2 separate regions of the Danio rerio genome follow, and region 2 is linked to region 1. Evidence: chromatin contacts called from public Hi-C data. All regions are on one chromosome and are shown on one strand. The core of a region is the stretch at or near the end of the contact, and the rest is flanking DNA. Distances in the headings are between cores, read along the strand shown.

Region 1 (3,398 bases), core at 882-3,381:
TTGTAGTATTCTCTTCATAAAGACGCGGCTCTAGTTGCTGGTGATTGTCCTGTCTCTACAGATTTGGTAAGTGAGCGACCAGTGCTCTTTGTTTATTCAGTTTGTTCGTATCTAACAAACTATTGCACAGAGTGTAAACACGTTAGCACCACAACCAAACTTTAACCTCGTGTAGGGTTTTTACCGCATTTAGTGACCGGAATAACACGCGCGGCTTTCTGACACTACCTGTCGTGTGCATCTAAGTTTCTGGGAAATGCAGAGGGTTTTTTTCTCTCATTCGCCGTGCGGTATAAAACATTGCATGAAAAATACACGCTTAGAGCAGCTCCTCGAATCAAATGTCTCGTGTGTCGCGAGGGACATGAATGAATTCCCTGAATGAAAGAGCCAAACTGCAGTTAAAGTCCACCATTTAATAATTTGGCTAATAATTCGACTACAGATGTCCATGTAGGTTAAACACCATCACATTCTCCTGTATGTATGTGTGTGTGTGTGTGTGTGTGTGTGTATTTTGACTCTGAAACTCGCGCGTGCCCAAATCGACACTCCCACACCCTCCCACTTTAGTTCCTCCGACACTCCCCCCTAAACAGATCTGGACACGCCCACTTTTCTGACTTTTTCCAAAGAAGAGGTGTGAAAACACCCTGCTGAAACGAGGGGGTTTCATGGCCCTTTAAGCTTGAAAGAATTTGTTTTGCTAGGGCAGATGCTTCTAAACAGCTTGAAAAATCTGGGGCTTCTTCCTTGCATTTCTTTTTTTAAGAGTTGTAAGTAGGATTCTTGGACATTTTTGCTCTTTCTTTTCCACTCCATTTTTTAATGTTTTGAGTTTGATCAAGTAACACCTAATAGTGTATATGATTTACTCTATATGGAGCATGTTTGGATGGACTGGTTTTTGTCAGTTTGTCTGCACACTGTAAAACAGTCAACTTTATCAAGCAAAATGAGTGTAGCTAACTCAAAATGTACTGCAAGTTCATTTGAAAAGAGTTTTGAACTAGGCGTTGAAGATATTGAGCTAATTAAACCTCATTACTTCATCTTAAATGGAGGAAGTTCACAGTACTCATAGATTAGTTTTTAACTCAAATGCTTTATTGCAATCGGTTTCCTAAAACGGTTTGAGTCGCTTTAATTTATTGTTTTTTTACAGTACTAAGTTGGTTTGAGTTCTCTTTTTTTACTGGGTTTTACTGTGCTCAAATTGCTTCATTACACAAATGGATTAAGATCACAGTACCCATTAGGATTAGTTTCTGAACTTAAATGGTATGTTGAAATCAGTTTCCTCAAACAGTTTGAGTTACCTTAACTTTTTAGATTTACAGTGTATTTTTTCTTATCACTTGTATAAAATGATTGTGTAAATGTTTTGTTCTGTTTTGTACTTATAAAAATCTGTTATGAGTAAAATAATAGAATTTTAGAAAAGTATCTTTTGAAGTTTCAAAATAGGGAAATCATATTAGCAGCCAATAAATGACTATTAAAGCACAACATTGTTCAGAGTCGGTTGGTGCTGCTAATGTTGTTTTGAAGTCATACTTACATGCGATTTCAGACCGAATATTTAAAGTAGCATGGTGAACACAAAATAGGAACTGTGACACTAGTTGTCAGTGTTCAAAAATGAACGAATGTGTTAACATAAAACCAACTATACCTCAATATATTGATCTAGTTTAATCTATTCTCTTTACCTCCAGTTTGTGGTTGAGCTGGAAGATGGTTTGTGCTTTATGGCACAACTGAGCAAAACACGAGCTGAGACTGGTCATCTTCTGGCGGCCCTCATACGTGATATCAGCCTGATCCGGATCGATCTCTCCCAACAACAGATCCACGTCCACAAATGCCTTGTCAAACTCCTTCTCCAACACCTCCAGCCACCGGAACATGGACATACCGGAGCCGGTAGCCGCAGCCGGGCCGGCGGAGAGGCCCGATCCCGGTGATCCAGCACCGCCAGCGGACGCAGACATCTTCAAGACTGAGACAGGGGGGAAAACTCACGGAGAACTCGAATGTAGTCCTTCAGTAGGATAGATCAGTTGGTTTATGCTAATGATTGACTTCTGCTGTGTTACAGAGTCAGAGTGATGTTTAGCTGAGGTGTTTCCCGTGCTCTCATCTGACCAGGAAATCCGAGATCGAACAAGTCAACAACGCGGATTGATTAGTCGGGTCTGCCACACGATGAGGTAAGCAGTCGAATGATGAGCGAATCGATTTTTTTCAGGTTTTTGAGGTTATTAGCTTTTTTTTTTGGTCATTTACCGGACTTTTTAAAATTATTTTTTATTGACTTATATAAAAAAAATCTAACATTTATTATGGTACTTTTGATATACTCAATTTTTTATATGCTCAACATAAGATTTACTTTGGTACTTTTGATATACTCGATATATTTGGAGCAATGTTGAAGTTTCTAGAATTGCAAGTTTTTTGAAATGGAAGAAGAAAAAAAAGGGAGTTGCTTTTCGGCTTAGTCCCTCTATTAATATTAGGTTGCCACAGCAGAATGAACCGCCAACTTATTCAGTATTACGCAGCGGATACCCTTCCAGCTGCAACCCATCACTGGGAAACATCCATACACTCACACATTCACACTCATACACTACGTACAATTTAGCTTACTCAATTTACCTATACCGCATGTCTTTGGACTATGGGGGAAACCGAAGCATCCGGAGGAAACCCACGGGTTCACAGGGCAAACATGCACACTCCACACAGAAATGCTTACTGACCCAGCCGATTCTCGAACCAGCGACCTTCTTGCTGTGAGGCAATCGTGCTACCCACTGCGCCACCGTGATGCCTGTGGAAGTTTTATCGCTCCTATTTTAAAAACATTCATTATCATCTAAACATGTGATTTTGGGCTTATTATGTCCTCTTTATAGAATGCTGGTTTTATTAGAAACTTTATTTTATTATGATGTTAATTTTTCATTCATAAATGCTAAAAAGTGATTATCATATCATCTATACATATATGATGTCTAAAAATAAAAAAGTAATTAAAACAATTAATACTGATTATGCTCCTTTAACATTTTAACATATCATGGATTAAGCTCTAAAACTTTATAGCGGATATATTTTGTCTAGAAGTATCTGCAATAATTACTTTTTAAAATTATTTTTATTTTATATAGTTTTACTTTATATTTGTTCTATTTAATTTTGTTTTATGTTTGGGTTATATATATGTTTATGCATTTGTTTTTAACTTTTTAAATGACTTTGAACTTTTATTTGTAACTTTAAATTTTACAGTAATGATGACATGTTTATTTATTGATTGATTGATTAAACTATGTTAGGTTATTTAAATACATTAATAAAATAAATTGTACAATTTATGACATTTATGT
Region 2 (3,490 bases), core at 83-2,582, 320 kb before region 1:
AAAATAAAATGCCAATGAATACTGTAGATAATATACTGTAATCGATATTCATTTGTCAATGTTGCACATGGTACAATTTGTTAAGCCTGGATGCTTTTAACCCCCCCACCAGTCACAGGCCTCAAAAACACTCGAGAAATGGTTAATTATAATCCAGACTCCACACTGCATATACTCGTGATGTGACCATTGCGAATGATCACATTGAGATATCGATATATTGTGCAGCCCTAATATATATACTGTACATATATATTTTAAACTAAAATAAACAATACTGTTTGACTCAAATGTAAAAAAATTGAGCCAAGATTCCATAATCAGACATTACTTTCTATTACATATCAAGCAACCAAATTACGTTTCAGACTAAGTAATTAGAAAAGTAATTGAAACATCGCAATGATTATGTAATCGATTACATTTTTTTTAAGTAACTTGCACAAAGAATCAAACATCTTGAGCAGAATTGACATCAGCAACATGACATGAAGGCTCAATCATAAAAAGAAGGCCAGTGCCTAAATGAATACATTTCATTGTCTGATTTGGCAAAAGTATCTATCTATTGTGCTGTTAATTTGGGTCATTGAGGTAAAGCTGGTTTATATTCGCACATTCGTACTTTCTTTTTAATAATAGTTTCAGAAAAGTATTATTTGCAAATTCTAAACAGGGAAATCATATTAGCACCCAGTGACATTGATGTAAAGTTGGTTTTATATTAACATATTTTGACTTAATAATCCTAATGCTGTTTTAAAGTCAGACTTGCATGAGATTTCAGACCGAATATTCAAACTAGAGTGGTAAACAAAATAGAGACGGTGTCACAAGTTGTAAATGCAATGACTATCGAACACCAACAGTGTTCACAGTCAATAAAATTGTACTAATATTGTTTTGAAGTCATGCATGTATGTGATTACAGACGGAATATTTAAAATAGCTTGGTAAACAATATAAAGAACGTGTTACTGTTAAAAAATTTTATCATTTGCAACCAACTTTACTTCATAGGTTGGGTCTAGATACCTAAATGCAGTCAGGGCCACAACTATCACTCTATCATCATATAAATTGCAATAAACAGGAAAGTAAAACACGTTTAATCTTAATTAATCACATCTTAACGAGTGTTTATGTGATACTCGTCAATCCTATCCAGCAAAGATCATCGTTAAGAGTGTTTGTTTATTTAGGATCTCACCTGCACAGATCCTGGTACCATAGGCTGTCATCCGAAGCCGCCGCTGACGACACGCATTGTAGAAATAGAAAAGTATTAATAATAACAGTAGCAGCGACTCCGCAAAATCCAACACGACCCATATTTTACACAAGGAAATTTATTAGTGCGCTTCTTCCGACATGATACAGCAGTCCTTTCTGATTACTGATCATTACCCGTGTAGCAGGAACCACTCACAGTCACATGACATGACATGTGGTACAGGTCACGTGGTGCATAGAGCTAGAATGACCCAGAAAGATTTTGAAGTTTGAGCACGATAAAAAGGGGGCTGGGCTTAGCAGGCCATTCACATTTCCGTGTGTGCCATTCAGATGATTTTTATCATTTCTTGCGTTGCGTAAAAGAATATTTGTGATTAGGAGAGTCATTTTCGAAAAACACAACCAATTATCTTTGGCGATTTAAATTGCTTGAAAAAAATCTTTAAAATATACATTTCTTGTTTCATATCATTTCTCGTGTCGTATTTATGATTACTTAAGTAATTTTGGAAACACTTACTTTAACTATCATCTCTAATTAAATTGATATTACTTGAAAAATATCTTAAAAATACACATTTCTGTTTTATATAATTTCTTGCATCGTGTAAAAGTATATTTATAATTAGGAAATAAGTCATTTTCGAAAAACTAACTATAACTGAAATCTGACGATTGAAATTGCTTGCTTACAAATACACATTTCTTGTGTCGTGTAAAAGAACAGGCTAGCGTTATTTATGATTTCTAGAGTCATTTTCGAAAAAAACTAACTGGAACTATTACCTCTAACAAGTTGATTACTTGATGAATATCTACATTTGTTTTATTATTTCTTATGTCCGTGTTGTGTAAAAGAATAGGCTAAGTAACATTATTATGGTTACTTAGGTCATAGAACATTATTAATAGCTATCAATAGATATAAATAGGCTATTACTTGAAGAATATCTTAAAATAGGCCAACAAATTTCTGGTTTATATCATTTCTTGTGTCGTGTAAACGAGTGGGCTAACATATAAAGTCAATTTTAGAAAAAAAATTTAAATACAATGTCTGAAGATTTAGCTTTGTAGAATATCTCAAAAATACAAATTTGTTTTATAAACATAATTTCTCGTGTCGAGTAGAATAATAGGCTAACGTTATACGAACTATTATATCTGACGAATTAAATTAATATAGCCTAACCTGAAAAATATCTTTAAAATACAGTTGTTTTATATCATTTCTTGCGTAGTGTAAATGTACTTATGATTAGGAAAAAAGCCATTTCTGAAAAACTAACCATAACATATTTGACAATTTAAATCGCTTAAAAATACACATCTGTTTTATATTTATGTCGTGTAAAATAATATATTTAGGCTAACAATTAGTAAATTTATGTTTGGGAAAAACTAACTGTAATTTCTAATTAAATTGATGTATATGAAGTAGGCCTATATCTACACATTTGTTTTAACTTTTTATCATTTTTTTGCGTCGCGTAAAAGAATAGGCTAACTTTATTTATGATTTGCCTATTTACTAAATTCATACTTGGAAAAACTTACCGTAATCTCTGTAAAAGTTTGTTTTATTTGAAGAATATTTACACATTCCTGAATATCATTGGGTCGTATAACCGCAACCGTGACGATTTCACTGTAAGTTACCTTTAAAATATATACATGATAATTTATATAATTTCTTGCGTCGTGTAAAATAACAGGCTAATCACATTAACAAATTACAAATAACATTAAAGTCATTTTAGAAAAACTAACCGTAACTGTCATCTCTGACGATTTGCTTTAAGAATTTCTTAAAAATTATTTTCAGTTTGATATAATTTCTTGCGTCGTGAAATAATGCATTTATGATTACTAAAGTCATTTTCGAAAAACAAAAATCTGTAACTATAATCTAAACCGTTACTCTAACGATTTAAATTGATATAATATAAGCGCAGGAGTGGACAAAGGTCGACCGAAGGCAGAGAGGCCGATTGCGCGCGAGAGAAACCGAATGCACGCGAGAGGAGAGGCCGATTGCTGGCTCGCGAGAGAAACCGAGAGACTATTAAAGTTACTATTATTAATTACAATTACTAATACTGTACTATGTTTACTAATTTGTTTCCATGGGTTCTATTTAATGTAAAAATGACACGTTTTGTTATTACAATTGTAACATTTGTGAAGTAATAATTTGCATTTATTTAAGATAATTGAGCAATTTTGCTGACTTTAAAATGCTGTTCTGGAGTGT

What was found. A called contact is a pair of places that touch in the nucleus more often than the background predicts.
Region 2: a contact with region 1 is called in a Hi-C map of an unstated tissue, with 2.1 times the contacts expected there. The contact joins the promoter of igf2r here to the promoter of gopc in region 1. A contact is called at or near these places in 1 of 18 Hi-C or Micro-C datasets (an unstated tissue) and 1 of 4 datasets of contacts at active chromatin or transcription factors (embryo).

Annotation. Positions count from the first base shown.
Region 1 is chr20:45,541,757-45,545,154 of GRCz12tu, reverse strand. It overlaps gopc (golgi-associated PDZ and coiled-coil motif containing), which reads right to left and starts at 2,131. Exons shown (of 9, transcript NM_200557.1): 1 at 1,713-2,131. The coding sequence starts at 1,994.
Region 2 is chr20:45,860,870-45,864,359 of GRCz12tu, reverse strand. igf2r (insulin-like growth factor 2 receptor) reads right to left here and starts at 1,332. Exons shown (of 47, transcript NM_001039627.2): 1 at 1,211-1,332. The coding sequence starts at 1,332.